Regions from separate parts of the Mus musculus genome. Here regions 2 and 3 are each linked to region 1. Evidence: chromatin contacts called from public promoter capture Hi-C data. All regions are on one chromosome and are shown on one strand. The core of a region is the stretch at or near the end of the contact, and the rest is flanking DNA. Distances in the headings are between cores, read along the strand shown.

Region 1 (4,021 bases), core at 1,103-3,602:
ATCTGTATTCAGACACTAACAAACAAGGCTAGATAGAGAAATGGAAGCCCCTCTGAGAAAGGGAGTCTTCCACTTTGCACTGAGCTTAGAAAGCTATCCAGACATGGTGGGCTGCAAACCTTACTAGCAGGGTTCTCCAACAGGTCTCACCTATACTAACTGGAAAACAAATCTAGATAGACTTTTTTTTCCTTCACTCAAACTGCAGAAGATTCTATTGTTCATTTCAATAAAACCTAAACTTAAGTTTAATAAATCTTAAAATTTCACATGTAGTTAAATTTTTAATTCCATATTTTGAGCAATCTATCTAAATTTGGGCTACATGAAGTAGATCAGTCATTCAGGCTTGAAGAAAGCTACAAGTTTTACATTCATAATTTAAAAAAAGAAAAATAAAAGTTACCAATGAAGAAAACAGCATTTAAATACCTAATAAAAAAAAAAAGAAAAGAAAACAGCATTTGCTTTCCCGGACAAGAAAAAGAATAAGCAGGAGTGGCTGTGTATGCTTATAATCTCAACATTTAGAGGCAGAGGCAGGAGGAGTGCCTCCTGGGCTACATAGTGAGACCCTATCTCAAAAATCTAAAAAGAAAGATGTTTACAGTGAGTTAAATCTCTAATCCTGCCAATACATTTCTCATACTCAACTACTCCACGTAGCAAACTCACATCACTTAATTTCCAGTCTTCATTCAACATCAGATTTTGTTCTTAACCAGGACTGGAGAAGCAGGTCTATAGTCTCAGATACTTAAGAACCTAAGAAAGGTGGGCTGTCCAAGCCTAGTTCAAGGTATAGCTTAGGAGTTAGAGCAAGTTGTCTGTTTTGGGAAAAAGACAGAGAGACAGACTGGGAGAGGGGAGCATGGGAGAAAGGAGCAGGGAGAAGGAGAGACTGCATCTCACTGAAATAGCATCTCCTACCTGGCTATGTCATAAACACGGTCTGCAATCCGACTTCCAACCTGGAAAATTTCAAGAGTCAATGGGTTAAATACACCAAGCAGGCTTAACAGAAAAGTAACTTTTTTTCCTAAGATTCAACATATGTTTCAAAACAGAAGTGTTTCCTTCTATCCCATTTGCTATTGTCCCACAGCAACTTCCTTTACAAATACTTTATTTTTTTATTATGGAAATAATAAAATACCCTGAAAACAAACGGAAGCAAATTACTTTAGAAGCAAATTTAATGAAATCAAAATTAACGATCTCCTTGGTGTGGCAGTTTATGTCTATAGTCCTTCGATTCAGGAGTAAGCAGGATTACCACAAGTCTGAGGCCAGTCTGGAATACACGGTGACTATGAGTTCCAAACCAGGATATATTAAAAAGACCCTTGTCTCGGAAACTCAAACCCAACATCAACATCGGGAGGCTGAGGCAGGTGGATTTCTATGAATTCGAGGTCAGGCTGGTATATATTACATAATAAATTAAGACAGCCAATGCTTGCAAATTAGTAAACACCAAGTCTGGAAAAGTATAGACGACCATCTCCTAAACACAACATAAAAGAAATCGTATGGTAAGTACCACCCTTCCCCGGACTGGCGTCATCCGGGATGCAGTCAACTATCCACACCTTGTACTCAGTCTCTTACAAGCTTTTCTTGAACAGAATGGAAGGACTTATTGAAGGCCTCTACACGTCCTTTTGGCCTTAGGAGTTTTGCACTTTTCCTTTTCCTAGGAGACTCGTCCCATCTCTCATCTCGGCTCAACTAATCTCTCACTTTTCGCCATAACAGCCATTCTTGACCACCGCAGTCACCAATACCGCTATCTCACTTTTTCTTCACCTTCCTTTTGCTGCAATTACATTCCCTGTCTATGTGTCTCCTACTCACTCCTAAATGATCTTGCTTTTCCCTGGAACTCAAGCAGTGTTTGCAAAGCGAATGAATGATTGCCCCGCATGCTATCGGAGCCTCTCGTGCTTCCCGGAAAATCAGAAAGGCTCTAGAGAGTGAAGCTTCTCAAGGTCACACAGTCGGGTGGGTGGGTCCGCCCTACCCGGCTCCACGCCTCCCTCCGTCGCAGCCCCACAGTCTCACCTCCTCCTTCAGGTAGTCAAATTTCATGGGGTCGGGCTGCCGGGCGGCCCAATTCTTCTGCTTCCTCTTCAATTCCCTGTCGAAGATGTTTAGGGCTCTGGGCGAGGTGCTGCCCGAAGGAGGGACACCAGAAGCGACCTCCCTGCGACTGCCGCTCGATGCAGAGACCGCTGGCCGGCCAAGCAGTGGGCAGAGGCGCAAAAGAACGACCTTTCGCAGCATCTTCAGCCCGGGCGCCACAGCAGGGCATGGTTTCTATTAGGCGCATGCGCCAACGGGACTACGACTAGCGCAGTTCCAAGGCGGAAGGTTGAAGTAGTTTGGCCCAGCTCGCGTGCCGTTAAGACGGAGCGTCTCGCGGAGGATTGTGGGAGTGCGCTCCATGTGAACTCAGACTGGGATCTGAGAAGAGTGGTGGGAAACTGTGCGGTCGCCCGTCGGGCTCTCCTTGGGATTTGTGAGTAGCCCCTATAGTCCGGTCCCTTTCTGGCCTCATTGTTCTCTTCAGAGCTGCTTCTCGAGAGAGACAGAGAACGCAGCCGAGTAACTTGCCCCGAAAGTTTGTGAGGTGGGAAGATGGTTCGGGACGAGCTGACCTGGAGCTCCCAGGCCAGAGGGTGGGTGGACTTGAGGGAGACCGGGAAGCGTTTCAAGTGCTGTCCAGTTGCTTTCGCTCCTCTGAACATCCCATGTTCGCCGTGGGCTTCCATTTCCAACATTCACACGCACTGCAGTTGGTTGAGGTGGTAGCTGTGTCGTACAGCTGTTCCAGGTGTTGTAGTATCTCTCTCTCTCTCTCTCTCTCTATTAGAATGTAAAGGGTTCTGAAGTAAAGCAACACTGTAATTCCAGTATTGAGGCCGAGAGACAGAAGTGATTGCAGTTCAAGGCTAGGCTAGCCTGTTGTGATGGCGTACAGTCTGTCGCAGGAGTGAGGGGCGTAAATACTGTCTTGTTTGGTCAGTCAGCTTTTATTCATACAGAAACTTCTGACTTTTTTGCAAAGTTGAAATCTGGAGAAATCCAACCACCAGGGACGCTTTACAAAGGAACATTAGGCATACAAACTTCTGTGAGCGTTTTTGTGTGTTTATAGCCTATCTAGGCCTTAGTCACTTTGAGAATAAAATGTTATAAAAAAGCGACATTTGGGACTGGATAGATTGCTCAGTGGTTAAGTGCACTGGCTGCTGGTCTTCAGTGGACCTAGGTTAAATTTCCAGCATCCACTTGATGGCTGACTATTGTCCAGTCAGTAAAACCAGTTCCAGGGGCTCAGAAGACCTCTTCAGGCGTCCATGGGCAGGAGGCACAGAAGTGATATGCAGACACACATGAATACTTAACACCCATACACATGGAAAAATTTATTAAGAAGAACGTGACAATTGTTAACTGTAGTTTGAGACTAATTTGGGTCTTGATAGAAACTAGGATTTATAGAAATAACACTAAGGTAAATCTGATTTGATTTTTTTTTAAATGCCCCTCATTAGTTAAGAGACAGCTTTGTAAAACCAAAAGCTTATGCAATTATGAAGTAAACATTAACAAAGAGAATGAAACAAGACTATGAAAACCCAATTAGACCAGCTGAGATTTCAGAATCTTTTGTTTTTGTCTTCCTGTGTCTGTTGCATCTGTAGATGATTACATCAGCCCACATACCCATGCACGTGTGTGCTCATATGTTTGGAAGGGTGCTTGTATATGGAGCCAGAGGTGATGGCTAGTGTCTTCCTCAATTGCTCTCCACTTTTTTTTTTTTTTTTAAGCAGAACCTCTCATTGGAACCTGAAGCTCCTCAAGTAAGCTAAGTTGGATGATTAGGGAGTGAGTCCTCTTGTCTCTGGGATTACAGGCATTCAGGGTTTGTTTGTTTGTTTGTTTGTTTGTTTTATGTGTGTGTGTTCTGGAGTATCAAATCCATGTTGTATTTGTATTACAAGCGCTTCGC
Region 2 (4,021 bases), core at 772-3,271, 8.5 Mb before region 1:
CATTCACTTGCACATACCCTAACAAAGAAATGTGCATAGTATTAAAAACAAAATGGATCTTAAAAAAAAAAACACATATAGAACACAGAGTCCAATTACACTTCACTTCTTATCAGTTTCTAAAGTCCCAGAAAGGCTTTCATGAGAAATATTCTCATGAAAACAATACTGGCAAGCCTTCCCCCAGTGCTGAGCACAAATGATAAGTTCACCTTTAGTGAAACTCATTAAGGCAGTAATTTGCTTATCAAGGTTATTTTCTAATCTACTCAAAGACATATTCCAAAGTATAGGAAAATTTACATCTAGTTGGGTTTTTTTGAGCAAGAAATTGTTATTTGATAATCACTTTTACCACTGAAAACAGCACTTCCTAGAAAAATAGCTTAAAACCCATCCTTATTTGCAATGTCCTTAAACACCAGGTAAACTGAGCTGCTCTCCTGAAATAATTCAAGTTCCAGAGCGTTTACAAACTGTGTAACCTTGAGCAAGTGGGAAGCTTCTCTGGACGTTCACTTCTTCCTCTTGAAGACCCAGCCATTCTGAGCCTTTATGGAACACAACATAGCAAACACTTCCAACTTGTCTGACCTTTGCTGGTTCATGGTGGGCTTCCTACACACCTGTAAAGGACATCTCATCTTACGGGTGACAGGCCAGTATGATTAGCTGGCTGATGGGCATCTTGAACCGGAGCCTCATGCCCGTCTTGGTTCAACTATAGTTTGTCAACAACCCCCTCAACTCCAGCTTCACCAAATGAAAGGTTATTCCCCTGCAGTTAACATATCCCCCAAGATTCCTGTCCTGGATTCCAAAATGCTAGCCCAACTTCCTGTCTTCTGCTTTGTGCACTCTTCTCAGAGTCCTCTGTCTCTGAATCTAACTTCCTTTTCCAGGCTTACATGGGTCTCCAAGTCTCCACCCTCCAGAGCATTCCTAGATCTCCTTCACCTGACGCTAGACATCACCTTGGATTCCATATGTCTACCTGGATCTGCCATTGCCTCTCCATTTCATTCAAGAGACCACTACCCAAAATCTCCAGTCTCAAACACAGAAAAGACTCCTAGAGAGTGCAATTGTAAATTTGGCACCTGTGGAATGTCATGTTGACTAAAGGGGACTCTACAGGGAACACTACCTACCTACAGAGGAAGCTTAAATAAAGGAAATACTGGTATGAGAGAGACAAGAGGCAAGTACTCAAGGGCCAATGCTCTTCAGAATCCCCGGCCCCAGCCTGAAGACTAAAGCTGAAGACCCCTCTTGGCCCGATGCCCATACGGCCAGCCTGATTTCCTAACACCTCGCCCTGGTCCCTCAAGGGAAATCGAAGTTCTTCCAGGAGATCTGGCAGCGACTTCACCATCAGCCAAGAAGGCCCTGAGCAGATTTCCCTGTTTACCTCCCCTGGGGGCAGACACCGGTCATAGCGAGCGGCTATTTGAGGTCTAGTGACAGCTGTGTTCCATTGTAACTCATTGGCATTCGGCCGTCTCAGGGTGGGCCTAGCCTCCTCACCAAGGTCGCCTAGTAGTCCCGGGGTCGGGACTCCCAGGCCAGGCCTCCAGGAGACGCTGTTCTCCGCAGCCTGCCCACCCTAGAGGGATCCTGGCTCTCAGGCAGGGAATAAAGGTCGGTGTCGGTGGCCTCTCTGACTGCACCACCTCTGACCCCACCTTGGCTACCCCGAGTCCCGGACCACCGATGATCTTCCAAAGCCGCAGGGAGAATGAACTCTGGCGGCAAGGTCCAGCCCTTCCTCCGGCCTCCAGAGTCCAGCCTGCGTGGTCATTTCGGCCTGTCCCGCCGCACCCCCGTACTCCCCGTCCTGTGCCTACATCCCCCACAGCCCGCCGCTCCAAGGGACAGAAGACAGAGGACAGCCTAGAAGACGAACCAGTCGGCAGCACGCTCACCTCTTAGCCAGTGCCTCCACGGACCCGTACCCTGGCCCAGGCCAGCAGGGACAGCGGACCGCAGGGTCCGCGGATTGGTCGCCACGAGCGCGCCCCGCCCCCTAGTGGGCTCCGCCCCCCGTAGGCTAGGAAGGCGCTGCGCGCGCACCTCCAGCTGCAAAGGCGGTTCCGGCCGTTGGTTACGTGATCTTACGTGAGTTTGAGCAGGGCCCCTAGCTAGCAGATCCCGGATTTACCACCAGCGTCTATCCAAGGCCGCGCCTGCGCAGAACACCGCAGTGGTTGGGGGCAGAGCTATTTGACAAAGTTGGGACAAGCTCCAGCTGCGCAGCTAGGCATTGGTCAGCAGGTTGCTGGAAGCAGGATTTTTCTAGCCTTCCGGGGTGCCTCGGTGGGTCAAGTCTTGGCGTAGGGCACGGCCGGGGTGGGATGGGAAGGCTGGCGCAGCTTTGTATTTCTTGAATCATTCCGCTTTAAATCCCACTCATGATCTTAATTAAAACCTGGTCATTAGAAAATCCTGCCTGACACTTCCAGTTCCCGGTAAATGTTGATCATGCTTCCACCTACTGCTAAAGCTTTACGAAGTCGCCTCCCTACTGCCACCAGCCAGCTAGACCTCTTCTTGCTGAGAATAGAATGTCTCTGGTCACTTCTTTCGTTGAACATTTAGTTTAGCGAAACAGTGCTTTTTCCTCCCTTTAAAATATATCTAATCCTCTAGAAAACTAACTGGCCTCTGTCTTAATACAGACCGTGTCTTTCTCTAGGGTGGAAGCCGGCTATTTCAAGTAGAAATGCCCACGAGATTGATAGCTCCTTCAACTTCCCAAATGCCTTGTTCTTTTAACTAGCTCCTGCTGCAAAGAGGCGATCTAGCCACTGAATTAAGCCAATTACCTGAAATAAAAGTTCTTACAAGGTGAAGTTAGTTTAAACTATGACTTCAATAGATATTGATGATTATATCTTGGAATACACGTGTGTGTGTGTGTGTGTGTGTGTGTGTGTGTGTGATAAGCCATAAACTGTTTTGCTACACAGAAGAATGAAATCTCGATTTACAACCCAGTTTGGAATATAAGTAAAACCATTTTGTGTGATTTGAAATAATGTAATGTTTTCAAGATGTGTTATGGAGCCAACCACATGGCAGCTCCTATGAGCCAAGCAGGCTTCGATATGCTGATGAACCAACCCTGAGCTGGGAGTCCCTTAATCTTTATAATAGCATGGTATTATAGGGAGTGTTTGTGTGAATAAACTGAGCATATTCAAAAGGGAAATCTATGTGTACGAAAAATGAGACAGAAGTATTTAAACTCTAGCTCAACAGGCTGAGACTGCTTTATTGGACCAGCAAGGGGCCCCGACATTTCTGTGGGATGAAAGTTGAGTGCATTTAGTTGGACTGGTGGAAAGGTATATATTGTCGTTCCTAAGCAGGGGGGTGGGGTGGGGGTGGGGGGCAATTAGGAGTTGCCCTGACAACCGCACCTCCTCTTCTGTCTCCCACTACTGGCTTCTGGGAGATGTCACCTCAGCCAAAGCCGCCTGAGGCATGGATAGTTTTCCCATCCAGATCCATGGGCCAAGTGAACAAAAGGGGTGTGGGGGAAAAGCCACCAATCCCTGAGCAGGAAAACTCACCAATCGCTGAGCTCCCCAAGCTCAGGATTTGAAATCCCAGAAATCCTGACCCCGGAAATCTCTGCCCTGAAAAGCTCCTCCCCTAAGAAATCCGGTATAACAGCTCCTCCCGCCCGCCCACCCCCCATCCCCCACCCCCGGTCTATGATTCAGCTCACTGTTGTTGCTTCTCCCTGGAGCCTGGAGCAGAGGCAGCTTTACTCCTGGAGTTTTCTAACGAAATCTATGTGAGGTTTGCTGTGCAGTGAGCTGTAACACTTTCCCTAGAACAGAGAACAGACAGCTGTTAGACTCCCAGTCTCCCCAGCAGAGCAGGCAGTGACATTTCTATAGGGCAAGTCTTTCACTTCAGAGCTGCAACACTTAACATTTATCTACACTTATATATCTACACACATCAGTGGGTAGCTACCAGGCTAAAGTGCCTGGCCAACTAGAGCTAAGGC
Region 3 (4,021 bases), core at 507-3,006, 5.8 Mb before region 1:
ACAAAAAACTCATAAGGATTTAATTAAGTCACTAATAAATGACGAGCGTAAATGCACGTTACTAAATGAGAGACAGTAATCTGAAGAGGTATATGACTCCAACCATCTACAAAGAACTACAGAGACATTAAAAAAAAATAGATCAATCGATCCCTGCTACCTCAGTCCAGTGTCCGCACTCTCTCAGCCCCCAAGGCTCTCACTATCAGAGAGGAGGCAGTGTGTGCGCTCAAGAGGCAGTGGACGACTACAGAAAACATCTGGACACAGCAGCGCAGCACAAAACCTGTGCAAACTCAAGCCAGACCAAATCCCCTTATGGAGAGATGGGCACACAATACCACACCTGGCAGTGGAGAAATTGGTCATTTTTTAGCTGCTGGAAAGCATGAGTTTTCTCTAAGAGTATAACATTCTGGTAAGTTGACCAAGCTCCAGTAGACCACATATCCAAGAATATCTGGGCAATACGAATTAGTCTTCAAAGGTTAAAAAACAAAAAGACACACAGTTGGGTGAATAGGGAGTGGGGTAGATCTGGGGAAAGCTGGAGGAATGGCTATGATTAAGACGCAAAACTTTCAAAGAAGGAATTAAAAAACAAACAAACAAAATGCTTGATAAAAAGGAGTATTGATGGACAAAGGCTCGAGGGGGAGGATGAACAGGAGGTACCCTGAGGATGTTGACAGTTCCAGGCCAGCCTGGTCTACAGAGTGAGTTCCCGGACAACCAGGGAATCAGGACTACACCGAGAAACCCTGTCTCCAAAACAAAACAAAAAATCTTGCCGTTGTCCTAAATCTCAAGACTGTTACAAAAGTAAACTCTAACAGTTTCTTGTAACTGACACGGGGTGGGGATGGATCGTAGAAAGTCCTTTGAGGGTGGGGAAAGAGTAGGAAAAGCTCACCTTCCCAATTTTGCTGTCAATTCCAAAATTTTTATTTTAAAAAATTATCTTAACTATATGCTAAATCACTGTTTTTAATGTACTTCAGATATTATACGTACTAACATCTAGCGAGTATTTTACAGAGACAGATTTTTTTCTTTAATCTTAAGGAAATAGATACTTTTATCCTTTTATAGCTAAGGATATTAAGGATAAGAGAATTGAGATAATACAAATTTACATGCCGGGCGTGGTGGCGCACGCCTTTAATCCCAGCACTTGGGAGGCAGAGGCAGGCGGATTTCTGAGTTCGAGGCCAGCCTGGTCTACAGAGTGAGTTCCAGGACAGCCAGGGCTATACAGAGAAACCCTGTCTCGGAAAATAAAAAAAAAAAAAAAAAAAAAAAAATTTACAGACTAAAAATTTGATCAGTTTCTGTAGGTGCTTTGCTACTGACTAATTTCCACCTTTCTCTAACATCTTGTTTCAAAAATACCTCTTCTGATTTTTTTTTTAAAAAAATCCACATTTCAAGATTATTAACTTGGTCCAATCGCGGGGAAGCCTAAGGCGAGGGGGCGGGAACTCGAAAGACTACAAATCCCAGAATGCACCGCTGCCCAGGCTGCTTGCAGGGTTTCCTCGGTGCTTTTCCCTTCTCCCCGGAGTTTCTACACCTGAAATGGATTTCTACGCCCCTCAAAGGTGCCACGGCCTACAGCTGCACGCATCCCGGAGATAGACCTGGATGAGCCCTCGCCGCCAGAGCCCTATATCCCTGCGGCGCAGCCCGCCCTACCCACCTCACCCGCAGCTCCAGCAAGCCGCAAGTCTCCACAGAGGACGCGCACACAGTTGCTAAGGAAACGACGCGGCGTTTCCCCTGACTGGTGAGGCGGTCAAAGGTCGTCTTCGCAAGTTCCGGTTCCGGTTCCGGTATCTAGTTTGTTGTGGCTGACTCTGTTGTGCCGGCCGGTTCGAAGTGCTTTTCTCAAGTCCGGTTGTCGGCCAGGATCGCTCGAGTTCCACGGCTGCAGTCATGGCAGCCTCCACGGCGGCCGGGAAACAGCGCATTCCTAAAGTGGCCAAGGTAGGCGACCGGGAGGAGCCCCCGAACAGCATCTGCGGTGTCGGGCACCAGAGATTCGAGACAGCGATCTCTGTGCCGCGGTCCAAGAAGACAGGTGGTCGGTGAGGTGGCGCAGGGTCTTGTCACTCCGAGCTCGTCTCGCGTCTGCCCAGCCTTCCTTCCAGGGTTGCAAAGCATCGGTTCGGTTCGGTAAACTGTTTGCTTTGCTAGTCTCTGGGGATCCCCTACTTTTACTCCGGGCAAGAGTGCTCCACTAAAACTGGAGAGAGAGCGAAATGGCAACCCAGATAGATGTATCCAAGTAGTGTAGATATGCCATGGGCAAGAGCCAGAAGGGTGCCTGTAAACTTGAGGGTAAACTTTGTGAAGGAAGTTAACACTTAGGCTGCATCAAAGTTAGGCAGTGAAGAGAATGGCAGAGGATAGGCTCTGGGCAATGGCATAAAATTTAGGTTAGATAGTAAATTGTTATATTTCCAACTGTGGTTGATACTTCATCAATACTTAATAAGTGTCAAATCTTGCACTTAGCCATCACATACAGTCATTCTCTGGAAGTCTGATTTGGCCATTTTGTCTTGAGACAAGTTCTTATTTCCACATGTAATTATTGTAAAAGTCTGATGTGGTAGCTTCCCCCCTACCCCCGCTCCCAAACCCCTATCCTGAGTCATAAAAGCCAGGGAATGCATGCTGACTAAGTTTTTGACAGCTTGACACAAGATAAAGTTATCTAGGAGGAGGCATCTGGACTAAGAAAATTCGTCCCTAAGCTTGCTTGCTGGCAAGTGTGTGAGGCATTTTCTTGATTACCAATTGATGTGGACGCCCCCCCCCCCCCCGCCTACTTGGGCAGTGCCACACCTGGGCAGGGGCTCTGGTGTAGTCTGTGAGAGCAGACTGAGCACAGCTGGTATGCCTCCAGCTTCCTGCCGTGTCTTCCATTCATGAAGACTGTGGTCCAGTTGTGTAAGCCAATCAGTCAGCTCTTTCCTCTGCAGGTTGCTTTTGTTGGTGATGTTCGATCACAGCAGTAAAAAGGCCAATTAGAACTTAGGGTCCATCTGCACTTGAACACATTTGACTTTTAAGCTCCTGTGTTGGAACTATAGCTTCAGGTGCTCTAAAAGCTTACAGGCTAATGATGGAGACTTAGTAAAAACAAGTTTCAGTTGGCCTAAAATGTCATGGAAAACCAGCTTGTCCACTAGAAGGATTAAAATATGTAGAGGAGTTCTCTAAGCAGGTTATAAAGAGGAAGGAGTGTGATTTTTTTTTCCCCCTGCCCCTCATGGAGAATTGAAGATGTTATTCAAAGATGGCATCTTGGGCACATTCTTAGGAGGGCTTTTTCTTTCGAGACAGGGTTTCTCTGTGTAGCCCTGGCTGTCCTGGAACTCACTCTGTAGACCAGCCTGGCCTTGAACTCAGAAATCCACCTGGTTCTGCCTCCCAAGTGCTGGGATTAAAGGTGTGTGCCACCACCCTGCCATTCTTAGGAAGTTTATGTCCTGGAAAATATACAAGGGTTTTAAAATCTCGTGTGGAGAGCACTACCCAAAATAGGAATGTCTCTTTGTCTTAAAAGGTGAAGAACAAGGCGCCGGCCGAAGTGCAGATAACGGCCGAGCAGCTCCTCCGAGAAGCTAAAGAGAGAGAACTCGAGCTCCTCCCACCTCCACCTCAGCAGAAGATCACAGATGAGGAAGAATTAAACGATTACAAACTCCGGAAAAGGAAGGTGAGTCCGTCAGAATGCACTGTGCAACCTGTCCCAGTTGCTGCCCACAGTGGGAACGAGCTCCCAGAGAGCCTATGTGATGGGACCTCAGGCGAATATTGGGAATTATTTAATCCACGAATATTATGGAAGTTATATGGGAAGTTCTATAAATTACTGAGCACTTGAAGGTAATCTTGAAAGGTGTTTTAACATTCTTGTTCTTAAAAGGAATGAGAGTAGAATATATTAAAGTACTCGTTAATTATTACAGAGAACAGCAAAATCTTGCAATAGCTACCCCTACATTTTTCT

Evidence for each region. Promoter capture Hi-C pulls out the DNA fragments that hold promoters and counts their contacts.
Region 2: a contact with region 1 is called in a promoter capture Hi-C map of pre-B cells, with 2.7 times the contacts expected there. The contact joins the promoter of Gzf1 here to the promoter of Ndufaf5 in region 1.
Region 3: a contact with region 1 is called in a promoter capture Hi-C map of pre-B cells, with 3 times the contacts expected there. The contact joins the promoter of Cfap61 here to the promoter of Ndufaf5 in region 1.

Annotation. Positions count from the first base shown.
Region 1 is chr2:140,168,977-140,172,997 of GRCm38.p6, reverse strand. It overlaps Ndufaf5 (NADH:ubiquinone oxidoreductase complex assembly factor 5), which reads right to left and starts at 2,352. Exons shown (of 11, transcript NM_027093.4): 1 at 2,065-2,352; 2 at 931-971. The coding sequence starts at 2,286. It overlaps Esf1 (ESF1 nucleolar pre-rRNA processing protein homolog), which reads left to right and starts at 2,440. Exons shown (of 14, transcript NM_001081090.1): 1 at 2,440-2,521.
Region 2 is chr2:148,679,120-148,683,140 of GRCm38.p6, reverse strand. It overlaps Gzf1 (GDNF-inducible zinc finger protein 1), which reads right to left and starts at 2,021. Exons shown (of 6, transcript NM_028986.3): 1 at 1,926-2,021. Gm46771 (a long non-coding RNA gene) reads left to right here and starts at 2,197. Exons shown (of 2, transcript XR_001783505.2): 1 at 2,197-2,316; 2 at 2,696-2,863.
Region 3 is chr2:145,932,519-145,936,539 of GRCm38.p6, reverse strand. Cfap61 (cilia and flagella associated protein 61) reads right to left here and starts at 1,756. Exons shown (of 27, transcript NM_001369121.1): 1 at 1,700-1,756. It overlaps Crnkl1 (crooked neck pre-mRNA splicing factor 1), which reads left to right and starts at 1,840. Exons shown (of 14, transcript NM_025820.3): 1 at 1,840-1,986; 2 at 3,575-3,727. The coding sequence starts at 1,936.